Regions from separate parts of the Mus musculus genome. Here region 2 is linked to region 1. The links are chromatin contacts, called in public promoter capture Hi-C maps. All regions are on one chromosome and are shown on one strand. Each heading gives the region's core, a stretch centred on a gene start, on an enhancer-like site or on the middle of the called end of the contact. The rest is flanking DNA. Distances are from core to core; before and after follow the strand shown. Region 1 holds the start of Fam169a (family with sequence similarity 169, member A). Region 2 holds the start of Gcnt4 (glucosaminyl (N-acetyl) transferase 4, core 2 (beta-1,6-N-acetylglucosaminyltransferase)).

Region 1 (7,560 bases), core at 3,518-6,017:
GCTGCTATGTGCAAAGGGAAGATAAGAGGGAGGGTACAGCCAGAGGCATCTGTAAGCCTCAAGGAGACAAAGTAGTAGGTTGAACATGGCCATCCATGAGAGAAGAAAGGCGGGGAGCGAGAGAAAGAGAGTAAGGGCAAAGGAGAGGGAGAGAGAAGGAGGTGGGAGGTGGGACAATGTTGCATGGGAATGAGAAGATGGCGGGGGTGGCAGTGGAGGTGGGGGTGGGTGAGTCTGTGAACTGGAGAAGTTTAGGGTAGGAGGCAGGGTGGGAAGAGCTGAGGAGTCAGGAAGCCCACACTGTGTTTGTAGCTTTGCAAGTCTGGAGGGCAGCTCGCACTTTGTTATGCTAATAGGCATCTCACTTAGCCTTTAGTCCGGAGGTTTCTTTTTTTTAAACCTGAAAACAAGCTTCCTGACCGTGGCGTTCCTCCTGAACAGGCAAAAGTAAGTAATACAAAAGGCAAAATAAACAAACAAACAAACAAACAAATGTCAGTTGAATTCGTAACTTTTGTTTGTTGAGACTCTGTAGCCTTTGCTGGCCTGGTGCTTGCTTCTTTTGTAAACCAGGATGGCCTAGAACTCACAGAGATCTACCTGCCTCCGCTTTCAGAGCTCTGGAGTTTTGGGATTAAAGATGGGTGTCATCGCCTGATAAAGCTTGTCCCCTCCACTCTCCTTTTAGATCAGAAAAACAAAACAGAAAGGGTCTAGGAAACCTCTGTTTGCATCTCATTGGCCAAAAAGACCGTGTAGCTATCCTAGCCGCAAGCTGGGCCCCCAGGGAGGAAAACAGCTTTTGGAGGGTCGTGGCTGCCTCCCGCAGTTATCTTCTCTAAGTTGAAACATTCCCTTACTGGAAAGAGAGAGGCTCCTAAAACTCAGGAAGCTAAGGAAATTTACTTTCCAGGCTGAGATTTGCAAAAAGTTAAACTCACTAGGGTTTAAGGTAAGTCTGCACTAAGCAACTGCTGCGGGAGAGGGGAGCCGGTGGGGTAGAACTGGCTTCAAGCTGGGCTTGCCACTTAGCAATGCAGCAGCCTTTGACTCCCGGCTCCTGTTAGTAACTTCAATCAGCTCAATGCTTTCCCTTGCAACGCAGACCTTTGGTCTGTTGTTGTTAAGGCCATATCTGGGGTGAAGGGATGTTTTAAGTTTCCCTGGAAGTCACACAGCCTCACACAGAACAAAACAGTGCCCTCCCCGCCAAAACCCAACAAATTCTTAATCGATATTGTAGTATCTACTCCAGAGGTAAATCTGTAGTTATTAGCAATGTTGGCAGTACCAGACTCCATTTAACCGAGGGCTTTTATCCTTAAACTCTCATTAAACCAAGTCAGAGCTGAAGAAACGAGCGAGTCTGGGCTTCTCAAACTAGTTGTGGCTCCCGTTTCTCAGGTTCTTTTTTATTTCTTATTTTTTCCTCCCAGTGCACAGTTTCAAAGATAGACTCAGGAATCAAAACCATGGAAGTGTCTGTAGTGGTTCACAAAGAAAACCCACTCAGAATGTGGCGTTTAATCCTGAGAGCGTTCTGCGATGTGGGAGCATTTAGGAAGGAGAGGCTTACTTCACTCAAGTCTGTACTGTCTGTTAGCTACTTAACAGGCTGGCCTGTTTAAAGGCTTTAAGGCTCCTTATCTGTTAACTTTCCCTCCGTGACTTGACTACATTAAAGCATGTTAAATGAAACTCAAATCTAACTTTTTTTTTTTTTTTTTTGGTTTTTCTAGACAGGGTTCAAGTCTAACTTTTAACACCTTAGCAGACAAAGATGATGAATATTTTCAAAAGAAATGTGGGGTTTTGCCGGGCGTGGTGGCGCACGCCTTTAATCCCAGCACTGGGGAGGCAGAGGCAGGCGGATTTCAGAGTTCGAGGCCAGTCTGGTCTACGAAGTGAGTTCCAGGACAGCCAGGGCTACACAGAGAAACCCTGTCTCGAAAAAAAAAAAAAAAAAAAAAAAAAAAAAAAAGTGGGTTTTTTTTCCCCATTCATGAAATAAATACAAATAAGACTTATCATGGTTGGAGCCTTCCTCTCCATCCAAAATACTTCGAAGAGCTATTAGCCCTAAAAAGATGAGAAAAGAAATATGTGGTTTTCAAACACTAATAGATTCTGCAACAGAGGAAATCTTAAACATTTTCTTAAAAATTAATTTTATTGGAAAATCTTATGAGTGTTTTATCCGTACATATGTATGTGCACCACTTGCATGCCTGGTGGCCTGTGAAGGTCAGTGTAACAGGCCCCAGACCTTAGTAGTTCCCTAGATCTTAGCACAATGGACTCCATGATGGAAATATATTCAGGCCATAAAACTCAGCACATGGACAATTTCATCTGCCATCCCTCAAAAACCATAGTTCACATGTACTAACTATGCTTTTTTGGCGTCTGTAGTTCCATTTCTAGCTAACTGTTCTTGTTAACTGAAGTATGTCAACTTAGTTTTGTACTTAAAAGTTCACCCTGAGAAAGGCTTGGTGCCTTACTGGGATCCTGAACACCCAGATGGATAACAAAGACTTTCTTTTAGCTTAAACCTGTGTCTGAGCCGTCTTCTCGGGTGGATGCTCCACAAGTCAGAGAGGTTGTTGGATTCTTGGAACAGTATGCGAGATACCATGTGGTGTTGGGAATTGAACCCAGGTTCTCTGCAAGAGCACCAAGTTTTTAATAACTGCTGAGCCATCTCTCCAGCTCCAGGGGAACAGTACAAGTTTTCTAACTGAAGGTTTCATTTTTTTTCCTTTGCTCCTAAATGAGAAATTTGTTCAAACAGGAAGATATAAGGAATGTGTTAAAATTCAACCAGAGGAAGATAGTGTAGAGTTTTTCTTAAGGTCGCTTGCTTTTTGAATCAAAGGCCAGGGTCATTAACTGTGTCACAATGAGTAAATTACTCAGCTTATCTATATGCCTCGGTTTCCCATTATGTAAATTGGGAATCCCGTTAGTATGCACTGGAGAGATGATTGTGATAAGTTAATCTCCACAAAGAATAGCAGAGCATAGGGCAGCTCTTGGCAGACAGAAACACCGGTTGTCATTTTACCCGTTAGGAATTCTTCCCCAGGGAACCTGAAGGGTTCGATTTTGGGCCACGTTTATCAGCAACCATCAAAGCCCAGTGCATGGAGGGTTTCCTAACTTAAGATAGCTTAGGTCATCCAGACGTGTGAAAGTTAGCACTTCCGGTCTGGGCAGATAGAATGCCAGCCACGTGAAGGAAGGCAGGTTTAACTGTGTGCAGGTGGTCACTTTTTGGGCCTAGAGGAGTAGTTCTTTTGATTTCTATCTCAGTGAGCAGGCTTTGGGGAGCTAGGTGTTCCAGGCACAGGTTCCCACTGATTGATAAAATAATTTAAAGCCCAGCCACACTCTGGCTAGGTTTATAATAATAAGTCTTTACTGCAGCACCTGGGGGGGGGGATGCCAGAGCCGGAAAAACAAAAGTAATTTTACAAAGTGGCCACTGGGATTATCCTGGGGGCTCCTACTTGCAAACAGATCTAGAAATGATAATCCAGGAATTATATAACTTTACTCATTCATGATTAGCTATGGTTGGAATCCAACTATTCAAAATTCTTGCTTGGATATTAATTCATTGTTAAATTCCACTAAAAATAGTAAATGTATATAACTCAAGATTTCTAGTAATAATTTATTGTAAATAAACACAACAGATGTAAGGTTGATTGTGTGCAACTGGAGGTAAAAAAGAAAAAGCCTTTATATTTAAAAAAAAAAAGGGGGGGCTTAAATAGATCTATATGAAAAAGCATTCTTTGAAGTTACCAATTAGTGAATCTTTAAAAGGTCAGTGTTGTGATTAGTAATACTTCCCAGGAATAGGAGTAATTTTAAGCTTTTCTGAATAACTGAACCATAATGCCATTGCTATTAGATGAATTTCTCAGAATTTAAGGGCAAAAAAAAAAGTCTTAAAATCCAAAATTATTGCTGTGCATCTATATTTCTACTACCGCATATATTATTTAAAGAAAAAAGAATTATCATCCTTTAAATGCCAGTGAACTTATTTTTCTCGAGTACTTAGCAAAAGGCCCTGGATCCCGTAAGGGATGAAGTGAGGGAAGGGGGAGGAGAGGATGGCGCAGGCTCTCCGGGGTCAGATTAGCTTGTCACGTAGGAAAGGTCAGCGCAGGGCCGCGATGGTTCCTTATCTCAAGGCATAATCTGGGCTGTGGGGCTTGTGCAAATTCTTTTCTCCGGCGCGCTCCTGGGGGGCAGTGGGGTCTGGTGGTGTCCGGGGTCGGGTGGGGTGGGGTGGGGTGGGAAGCCGGCGTCCCCAGGTTTGCAGAGCATCATCTCCTTCCCCACCGGGAGGTCCGGAGGCCGCACCCACCCGGGCGATTTTTCCAGAGGCCCGAGGCGGGGATGCCGCGCAGGTCGACCTTAAAGGAGCCGGCTCGCTCAGCGCGAGGCCCCCGCGGCTTACTCGCTTCTATTCCCGGCTAAGCCAAGGTCACTCTTTAATACGGCCCGACCGAGCGGGCGTGCTGCGGGCGGCGACGGGCGAGCGAGCGGGCAGCGCGCACCTGCGGGCGAGCGGGCGGCCGCGGCCCCGAGGCGGGGCGGCTCCCGGCGAGGAGGCGCCGCGGCGCACGAGGCCGGCCGGCCGGCGGGGCGGGGGGATTCGCGGTGGGCGCGCCGCGGCGCTAGTGCGTCACGCCGGCGGAGGGACGGTGGGCTGCGGACGAGCCGCGCGTGCCGGGGTCGGCGGCGGCAACGGCGGCGGCGGGGAGCGGCCGCTCGGTCATTCGCGCTCCGCCTTCGGGCCCCCGCGGCGCGGCTGAGGTGAGTGCGCGGCGCGTGGCGTGCGAGGCCGAGCCGCGGGGCGGCCGCGGGCTTCCTCGGGTGGCGGCGACCCCAGGTGCGCCGGCCTCCATTTTGTGTGAGGGAATGTCGCGCTCGCCCTCCCGGGGTCGCGGCGGGGACGGCGGCTGCCGAGCCGCCCCCTCCCGTGTCCCCACCTGGGATCCTCCGGGTAGCGGGACCCGCGCGGCGTGGGGGTGGGGCTCGGGCTCGGCCGCGCAGCACCTCCCTCTCGGCTTGCTCGCCCGACCCGGACTAGGTATTGTATGGAGTCCTCGCTTCTCTTAGAATTCGGGTCACTGCTGTTCCGTCCCAGGGTTCTCAGCCGCCCATCACGCAGAGCTTGGAGAGAGAGAGAGGCCTGTGCCACCGGAGATGGGAGGATGGAGCGAGTCCGGGGTGGCTAGTGGCTCCGGGATCTGGGTCGTATTTTACTACGATTATTGTGCATGGGCAAGAATGACGGAATAGATGAATCCCTTCTGGGAATTTACGCGGCTATCTTATCAAAAGTAGACTCTAACGTAACCACCTGATGCCGGTCTCCCTTTCCCCTTCAGTCGGTCCTTTTAAAAACCCAAATTAAACCGCGGTTACGAGGATTTTGTAGGGAATTGGGAGGGAATTGGGAGACACGCAGCTAAAAGATCACCCAAAGGAAGAGTTTAAATGTAATTCTCTCAGAACTGTGAATGGCTCATTCCAAGATTCTTGAGTATATAGTAATTCTTGTTTAAATTTGTTTTGTAAATGGGCTCCATGCCTTGGGTATTTTATCATTGCATCACAGCAGGGATTAACATCTGGATCGCTGGTTGTTGCATAATACACACATGTGAGCCCTGGAGGAAAATCTTCTAATGGCTCTGGATTTGTTGTGCTTTAAATTTTATTTATTTATTTTCATAAAAGCACATTGTAGGACGTATGTATAGGTACATCTGTTCAAACCATGTCTTGTTCTATGAAGTAATTACAAGGATTATTAATAGTTAGTATGAAATAGATTTGGCTCAAGTATTTATTTACTTACTTTTAATCGTTGCTTCTTTAGAATAGAGGACGTGGTGAAAGGAACCTGAGGGGAGTTCACTAGTAATAAAACTTCAGTACAAATGATGGCAGTCATGCATAGAAATCGAGGGGCTGTCATAGTGGATTCATCTTTAAAATTTATGAGGAGGATCGGGTTGGTGAACCCAGATACAACCCCTATGTGAGTCACCTGCCACTCCAGTGATCATCAATTAAACCTGGACCTGTGTATTTTCTTGGTTCCAAGAGATTTGTTTCTAGTTATTTTGATGCTGTAGGTCTTTTCCATCCTTCAGTAGACTGAGTCCAGTGAATGACTTGACGCTGATTTGGAAGGGGAAAAACAACTTAATGGCTGAATATTTTTGAAAGTAAAAGTTCCCCCATTACCCATGTGAATAAATGAAACTTTAAAAAAATTAGCTAATTGTCTATAAACAAATGGTATTATTTTACGTGCCATCCCTGCAGAAATCCATGCTTCCTATTAATGATGCTTGTTCCACAGTCAGTATTACAGAGGGGAAAGGCCCCTCAGATACTTAATTAAGTCTTAGTCTCTGTTTAGGGGATTCAAGCAATGAAAGACTGTCAGCCAGGGGGCCAGGACCAGTTTAGACCTATTAAAGGGAGATGAAATATCTCCTTTCACTCGAAATCAAACAGATTCATACTTTTACATTGAGCTTGTTAGTCTGTCGGGTGGCGTAGTTCTTAAACTTGGGGCAGTTTGTGTTTAATTGAGGAGTCTGGAAGTGATGGAGTGTGCTTTTTTTTTTTTTTTTTTTTTTTTTTTTTTTTTTCATGAAGGTTGCTTAAGATTTTCAGTGCTATGTTGTCAGTGACAGAGAAATCAAAATGGGATGTTTCTCCTTAAGCTTTCAAGCCTGTGTGTGTACTGTCAAGTCAGCTGCCTAAAGAAATCAGAGTAGTTGTCTTTAAAGGGGCTTACAGTGTAAGGGAGCCAAGTATTCAGTCAGGTTGAAAAGTGTCTGTCAAGGACAGTGTGGTAAAAAGATTGTCGGGAAGGTAAGTGGTTCAGTGGATGTCCTGTCCTGTTCCCTCACAGTTCTCTCTCTCTCTCTCTCTCTCTCTCTCTCTCTCTCTCTCTCTCTGTGTGTGTGTGTGTGTGTGTGTGAGAGAGAGAGAGAGAGAGAGAGAGAGAGACAGATTATTTGGGTCAAGACAATGATCAGGTCACACACACCAATAGGCTCTACTACCCTGTTTCTTTAGCACTGAAGTTTATAAATTTTGTGTGCCTGCTGTAAAAAGGTATTTTGTCTTTCAAAGGCAGCATCACTGGGGTGTATGTAATTAATGAAGAGAGAGGTCAGGGAAAAGTCAAGAACCTGCTAAAACATCAGAAAATAACCTGAGTTTTAGCATTAGCATGTGCCTAACCTGTTCTTTGGGCTAGAGAGATTTAGGTTAGAATGCTATTTTGCTTAGCTTTAGACTGCAGCAAAGATAGCTTCCATTCATTAAGCAAAATTGGATGTCTCTCTTATGTTGTAGGAGATAAACTGGCCATTTCATTGAGAGGTCTGTAGTTTAATGAAGCATTTTGAATTAACACCTTAAAAATTTGGGGCTGGCGGGATGGCTCAGTGGTTAAGAGCACCGACTGCTCTTCCGAAGGTCCCGAGTTCAAATCCCAGCAACCACATG
Region 2 (7,560 bases), core at 1,532-4,031, 150 kb before region 1:
AACAAGCAGAAAGTATATATGGATTGTACAATATTGGACCTATCTCTCCCATTACCAAATTAGAGAGATCACGGGATGACAGCCAACAAATTTCTAATTCCTCATATTTTTGAATTTCAATTAGGTAATAATAATTTTCATATTAAGAGATATTAAGGAAAAGTGATTGTTACTTCCTGTTAATTTTCTTGTTAAAGGTGGAATTATGTTTGTGTGGGTTTGTTGAAAGATTACTTTCTTGCTTCTCCTAGGGTGTAGTTTCACTCCAAGTATTGGTGTTTTCCATCTATTATCCTTTGTAGGGCTGGATTTGTGGGAAGAGATTGTGTAGATTTGGTTTTGTCATGGACTATCTTGTTTTCTCCATCTATGGTGAATGAGAGTTTTGCTGGGTATAATAGCCTGGGCTGGCATTTATTTTCTCTTAGGGTCTGTATGACATCTGCCCAGGATCTTCTAGCTTTCACAGTCTCTGGTGAGAAGTCTGGTATATTTCTGATAGGTCTGCCTTTATATGTTACTTGACCTTTTTCCCTTACTGCTTTTAAAATTCTTTGTTTAGTACATTTGGTGTTTTGATTATTATGTGACAGGAGGAATTTCTTTTCTGGTCAAGTCTATTTGGAGTTCTGTAGGCTTCTTGTATGTTCGTGGGCACCTCTTTCTTTAGGTTAGGGAAGTTTTCTTCTATAATTTTGTTGAAGATATTTACTGGCCCTTTAAGTTGGGAATCTTCACTCTCTTCTACATCTATTATCCTTAGGTTTGCTCTTCTCATTGTGTCCTGGATTTCCTGGATGTTTTGGGTTAGGAGCCTTTTGCTTTTTGCATTTTCTTTGATGTGTCAATGTTTTCTATGGTATCTTCTGCCCCTGAGATTCTCACTTCTATCTCTTGTATTCTGTTGGTGATGCTTGCATCTATGACTCCTGATGTCTTTCCTAGGTTTTTTAACTCCAAGGTTGTCTCCCTTTGTGATTTCTTTATTGTTTCTATTTCCATTTTTAGATTCCGGATGGTTTTGTTCCTTTCCTTCACCTGTTTGATTGTGTTTTCCTGTAACTCTTTAAGGGATTTTTGTGTTTCCTCTTTAGGGGCTCTAGCTGTTTACCTGTGTTCTCCTGTATTTCTTTAAGGGAGTTATTTATGTCCTTCTTAATGTCCTCTATCATCATGAGAAGTGATTTTAGATCTGAATCTTGCTTTCCCGATGTGTTGGGGTATCCAGGACTTGCTATGGTGGGAGAATTGGGTTCTGATGATGTCAAGTAACCTTGGTTTCTGTTGCTGTTCTTACACTTGCCTCCCACTATCTGGTTATTTCTAGTGCTACCTGCCCTGACTGACTGGAGCCTGTCCTTCCTGTGATCCTGGTTGTGTCAGAATTCCTCCAAGTCAAGCTGTCTCTGGGATCTTGTGATTCTGGGATCTTGCGATCCTGAGATCCTGGGTGTGTCCGAGATCCTGGGTGTGTCCGAGCTCTGGTAGTCAAGCTGCCTTTGGGACCTTGAGATCCTAGTGTGACCAAACTCCTGGGATCCTGGGATCCTCTGATCCTGGGTGAGTTAGAGTGCCTAAGAGTGGAGCTGCCACTGGCTGCTGTGGGGCTGGCTGCAGAGTTTGAGCCCAAGGACGCCAACCCAGACAGACCAGAAGGAACCCATGCCACTGGTCTGGCGGAGTTCCTGGGTGTGTCCGAGATCCTGGGTGTGTCCGAGCTCTGGTAGTCAAGCTGCCTTTGGGACCTTGAGATCCTAGTGTGACCAAACTCCTGGGATCCTGGGATCCTCTGATCCTGGGTGAGTTAGAGTGCCTAAGAGTGGAGCTGCCACTGGCTGCTGTGGGGCTGGCTGCAGAGTTTGAGCCCAAGGACGCCAACCCAGACAGACCAGAAGGAACCCATGCCACTGGTCTGGCGGAGTTCCTGGGTGCCTGGGTCCCGCTGGTCTCAGTTACTCCGGGTGTTGGGGACAGATGTTGTGTCCTCACCTCTGATCCGCCTACCTCTGATCCTCTGATCCTGGGACTTGCACACTTTTTAAAGCCAATGTAGGGAAACTGGAGCTCTCGGCTGAGATAGTCCGACACTTCGGAATTGACTGAATCTGGATTCTGAGTCCTACCCAGCTTCTCACCAGCCCGCCAAGCATGCCGCAGCCTCAGTCCATTTTAAAGATGGAACAGTAAAGAACAAGCCAATTGCGACTGTCTTGCTTAGTGCTACTCTTGTTCTGCGGGCAGATTCCAGGAAGTCTCCCTCTGACACCCCACTAGGAAGGCCCTTTGGGGTGAATCACTTACACACCTACAGTGCCTGCTTTACAATGTAAGCAAACACACAAGGCCCCTTAACAAGGACCCTGGGAGTCATGCTGCCCAGTTGGTTTAATGGGCGTGTACCTTTTTTCCAGCAGTCTTTCTGAGAACTCCAACCCGGCCGGATGCAGCATCACCCTCTTTCTCACCCCCCGCCGGAGGGGAAAGAGGAAGCGTATTCCGCATGTAGGCACTGATTAAAACACAACTTTGTACCCTAATTAGTCTGCAACACTCCACCTTCCCACTCCGCTGATAACGCCTGGCTAGGCAGCGCTGGCCGATGCTGGCCTCGCCCTGGAGAGCCCGCTGCATCCGACCAAGGGCGAGTCCTGCCGCCCCGGAGCCCAGAGTGGAATAGCAGACGTGAGTTGCTTTGTCACCGCCCTCTCCGGGACTTTGGACAAATCACTTAGCAATCCTTTCTGCCCACGCCTAGTTGTGTCTTGCGGGAGGGACAGCTGCAGAGAAGCGGGTAGCCCGGCCGGAGAGCCGCGCCAGGAAACTTCGGTCCCCAGTGCGGTGCGGGGACCCCCTGCGGGAGCACGGTGGCGAGCCCCTCTCTTCTCCCGCGTCACCTGGGGCCTCGGCGTTACCCCACTCCCTGCCGAGGGAGAGCGACTTCGGGGCAGTGCGTGTGGCCCGGAGCACCGGGGTGGCGCAGCAGCGGGGACCTTGCGCCCGGGGGTCTCAGCTCCCCGGTAGGTCGGCTTGGCCACGTAGGCAAGCGAGGGGCTTTGGGTGGCCGCGTGCGACCCCTCTCCCGCCCGCTACTTTCGCTTTCCTTCGGGGGAAACTTGCACGCCGCGGCGGGGGCGGCACGACCCGGGACTAACTGGATCTAGGCTTCTTGGCGGCGGAGCTCACGGGTCCCCCGGAGGTGGAGAGGACGGCGGGGCGACCGCAGTGAGCGTCCAGCAGATGCCGCAGCTTCGCAACCGTGAGTGGTACCCCGCGAAGTTCCCGGGGCCCGCGTGGGAGCCCTCCCGGGCTTCGGCTCCACGCGGGATTTCTCCAGAGAGTGGCGGGGACAGAGGTCCTGGGAGAATCAAGCTTCAGGTTGAGTGTGTCCCAGCCCGTGGCCTCTGCAGGGACGAGCTTCCTGCGTTTTAAGGTCAAGTTTTCCTGCCGCAGAGCCCGCCAGAAACTGTCCCCCGCTGTGAAGCGGCGGCGTCTCCCCTGAAGGCTGGGAACCGCCGGGGAATCCCAGCCCAAGGGAAGAGACTTAAGAAACCCCTTGTACGTGGGTGTGCCTCCAAGGTGAGCGCAGTGTGAGAATGAAAGCGTCGAGGTCCAGGTAGGGCTTGGAAATCCCGAGGGTTGTTCCTGTGCTGGGCAAGTGGAGGGGATGATACCAGTGTGGGGGCACATACCCCACAGCTTTTTTTTAACCTTTAAAACTTAAGAGCAATAAACAAGAAGAGTAAATGAGCTGGAATAATATTGAGTCTCTTGTATGACTGAGAGTCAGTGAAATCGCCTTTTAAAAATCTTGTACCCATAAAACATGCCCTTGTTATTTATTAAGCCTAAATCTAGCAACTAATAGTCTGTCTTGGCAGCTTTCGTTACTAGTGCCTGGAATAAGCAAGGTCTTTAAGTGAGCTACTGAGGCAAACTGTCTGTATTGCACTTTATAAGTATCCAGATCTCTGAGAAATGCTGAGCTTGAGTGTTACTGTATTAGAGAGATGGACAGAGGTGTGTGGCACAGGGAAGACCGGATAGAGAGCTAGCTCTCTTGGGAAGGTGTGCATACTCTTGCCTTTGAGAGGCCAGGTTTAGAGTCATTTGGTAAACCCTGCATATGCATATGCAATAAGGCCAGATGAAAACAGTTCCGGAATAAACTCCTCTCGCAGAAGGGGCTGGGGAGGCTGTATGTGACACTGCCTTTTCTACCCTGACCGAGGAGACACAGGTGATGTGAATGACCTGGTTCCCTGGGGCTTATCATTAGCACTACACAGTGTGAGTTCCGCTGAGTAAGCTGCAGAGATTTTCCTTAGATTTGTGCAGCAGGAACAACACCTGGAGACAATAAAATTGAGCAACCCGGAGTCCAAAAGTCAGCTGGCCAAACCAAGGTGTTGTGTGATCACAGTGAGCTGGGCCCTTGCTGAAGCTCACCTTTTATTGGGGTGCAAGTCCCTTACTAGAAAATGGAAAGTGGACTAAGGCTTAGTAGGGATGGTTTAAACTGAGGGATTTGGGGAGTAAAGAGTGTGGTAAGAGCAGAGGAGAGCAGGAGCAGTCGGGCCAGGTCCCGCCCACTGAGCCTGACAGGACAATGGAGATGGTGTTACTGAGGAATGGTGGGAAGTGGGCCAGTGACGTGGCGTGGGTGGGTCTTTGAAACATCTTCACACCTGTGAGTATCCTCTCACATGGTTGTGTTTAAAAACAAAAGTAGCCAGGTGCAGGTGCAGGTACCGGAGGCTCCCAGGCCTAGCTACTTGAGAGGCTGATGTAGGACAATCTCTTGAGCCCAGACACTAAGCACTCACCCTGGCTGCTGCCTGGAGAACTGCAAAGGCCATAGAGCCAACAAGAAGTAAGTTAAAGCCGCTGTCCCTTTGGATAACTTCTGAGTAAGGGCTGCGCTCTCCCTAGCCTATCAGTGTCAGGTGCTGAATGTGACTGGAGACCAACTAAAATAAGAGAATCTAAGCCATGCATGGTACACTCATCTGGAATTCCAAGACTCAGGAGGCTGAGGCAGGAGGATGCATAATGTGCTTGGGCTACATAGATTCAGAATTGTCTAGAATAATTAAAAGGAGGAGGAGGAGGGAAGAAGGAGGAAGGAATGAAGGCGATACAGGATCCACTGCTTGCGAGCGTATTGGGGAGGCACAGAACAGGTAGCATCAGTTTTAGTGGGGCGGACAAACTTGGCCCAAGCCCTTTAAAGACACTTGTCTGGTGTTAATTTGCATTGCTTTGCATGCATTTGATATGCATTGCCATATGCTGGTAATTTTCCTACCAGGGTCTAAAGTCTGAAACTTCAAGAATAAGGGGGGGGGGGGACCAAGATTAATCAGGAATTAAATGCAGCTGTCCTGTCCTAATAGACAGGAATTGTGGGTTCCATGTGGATTTCGGGGTGGGGGTAGAGGGGATAGGGTTAGGTCTGTATTTACTCTTTCAGAAGGTAGGGAAGCCGGATATCATCCCACTCCTTATTATGTTGAGACTTTGTTCTGCTGAACTCGTAGTGAGAAAATATAGGAAAACGGAGAAGCGCAGAAGGAGGCTGGGTTATATAAAATGCCAGAAAGCGGCATTGAGAGGTTGAGCAGACAGAGCCTGAGGTGGACAGAAGGGAAGGCTGGATCTCTACTGAGCAGTCTGAATTTTTAGAAAATGTATAATCTTAGAGGATCTAACTAGATCTGGTGGTGCACGCCTTTAATCCTAGCACATGGGAAGCAGAGACAGGTGAATCTCTGCGTTCGAGGCCAGCCTGGTCTACAAAGTGAGTTCCAGGACAGCCAGGGCTAGACAGTTGAAAAACTGTCTCAAAAACAAAAACACGTATAAGGTTTTAAAACTAGTAAATTCCCCCAAATTTGGATTTACTGGGAAACAGGCCATTATGCCTTAGGAAAATATTAGGGACACAGGGTATCAAAAACCAGGCAGCCTACATGGTACACACATGCAATCCTAGCATATCAAAGTTGGAACATGGGCTGGAGAGATGACTCAACCACTAAAGGCTGGGCTCACAACCAAAAGTTGGAACATGGCCAGTTCAAGGTAACCTGTAGCCATGTAGTCAGTTCAAGGCTAGCCTAGAATATATGAAACTGTATAAATAAGTTAATTCATTAACTAGATAATTAGCTAGAATGATAAAGCAGATAAGCAGCCCAAGAAACAAATGATAGTTTTGTTGGTTGGAGCAGTGTTCCTGTGTGTCCATAGGCCAGCTGCTTCAGTGTTACCTGGGAACTTAGAAGCACTACTTCTGAGACTGCCCGCCCAGGGGGCTGTGTGGGAACCTCTGGAGATGTTGGGCCCAGCTTTCGTACGTTCTCTAGATCCTCAGAGCAGCTTTTGTTCCTCTTGAATTTTTTGTTCGTTGGCCCCTCACTTTGCAGTTTTCCTCATGAGGGACATCATATTCAGGGCAGGCTGCTTCAGATCCCTCCCTAAAAATCCTTGGGGAGAAGTGTACTGAGCAAGACACAGAGCCACTCCACAGGTTGTCAGCTGTCCCTTCCTGGTGGCTGGGTCTAACCTCAGATCCCTCAGGGCTTCAGCCTTCTGCAGTCTTGTGGTTGTCAGCCATCCAGGTCAGTGGTGGCTTTGTACCGCTGCCTTTTTCTTTTTCTCCTTTGGCGACCTCCTTCTGAACAGTGACTCATGCCAAGTGCAGTCAGCCATTCTCCACGGATGCTCCTGCAGTGAGCATTGGTCAGTGGTGGGCGTGCAGTTGATGTTTGGGGCCAATGCATTCACTCTGCATCTAGATGTCATCATTCAGGATCCAAGCGTGACAAAACTATCTGGCCAGTTGGGTCATTAAGGTCCAGGCCAATGAATTAATGACATGTGGGTTTCTTTGTTAGTGGCCCTTCTCGAAGCTAATGAGGCACAAAACTGGGGCCTCTTTTGTAGTCCTGTGGAGCCAGCATGAGAAGAATGACCCTGGCCGGTGGTTCCTGGCAGTGGTCGCCTTTGAGTCTCTGCTATTCTGAAAGTACTCTTTTAGTGTCAGCCCTGCTTATGTAACCCTATCCCAGCACACAGCCCCTGGACAGAGTGGTCAGCAATAGTGACAGGGGCTGTGGGGGAGGGGCAGCATAGATGACATAAAAGTGAATTCAGGAAGTAAAATTCGCACATTAGAATTCCTCTTTGCTTCATTTCAGTTTCCTGCTGGAGTCCCCTGTGTGTGGGGCCGGGGATGAGGGGGATGCAGGGGTGGTCACCTTTATTCTCTTAGGGTTAATTGCAGGACCTAAACCCTGGCGCCATCTACCTAAGAATGATCAGAAGCCTATGGGCAGATGCAGTGAGTCTTACGGGACAGGGGAGCTCTCATAAGAAAATGAAGACTAGCGATGCATTTGATGGAAACCTGACAAACTGTTACCAGCTATGAAAGTGGGACAAAGGCAAGAGGCCTCCCGTGGTGGGTGGAGAGGAGAAAGGACCAGGAAGAAAGGCAAGCACCGCAAGCTTCGTGCAGGTTCCGTGACAAGCAGGGCACTTGCTCGTTTTCTGTGAGAA

The links. Promoter capture Hi-C pulls out the DNA fragments that hold promoters and counts their contacts.
Region 2: a promoter capture Hi-C map of embryonic stem cells shows a contact between it and region 1, with 2.5 times the contacts expected there. The contact joins the promoter of Gcnt4 here to the promoter of Fam169a in region 1. A contact is called at or near these places in 7 of 39 promoter capture datasets (the 3T3-L1 cell line, the HPC-7 cell line, the SN4741 cell line and 3 more), 3 of 484 Hi-C or Micro-C datasets (the G1E-ER4 cell line, Th1 cells and embryonic stem cells), 4 of 115 datasets of contacts at active chromatin or transcription factors (embryonic stem cells, extraembryonic endoderm stem cells and pancreatic cancer cells) and 1 of 9 other capture datasets (pancreatic islet).

Annotation. Positions count from the first base shown.
Region 1 is chr13:97,066,876-97,074,435 of GRCm38.p6, forward strand. Fam169a (family with sequence similarity 169, member A) reads left to right here and starts at 4,768. Exons shown (of 13, transcript NM_001100458.1): 1 at 4,768-4,836.
Region 2 is chr13:96,921,932-96,929,491 of GRCm38.p6, forward strand. It overlaps Gcnt4 (glucosaminyl (N-acetyl) transferase 4, core 2 (beta-1,6-N-acetylglucosaminyltransferase)), which reads left to right and starts at 2,782. Exons shown (of 3, transcript NM_001166065.2): 1 at 2,782-3,017.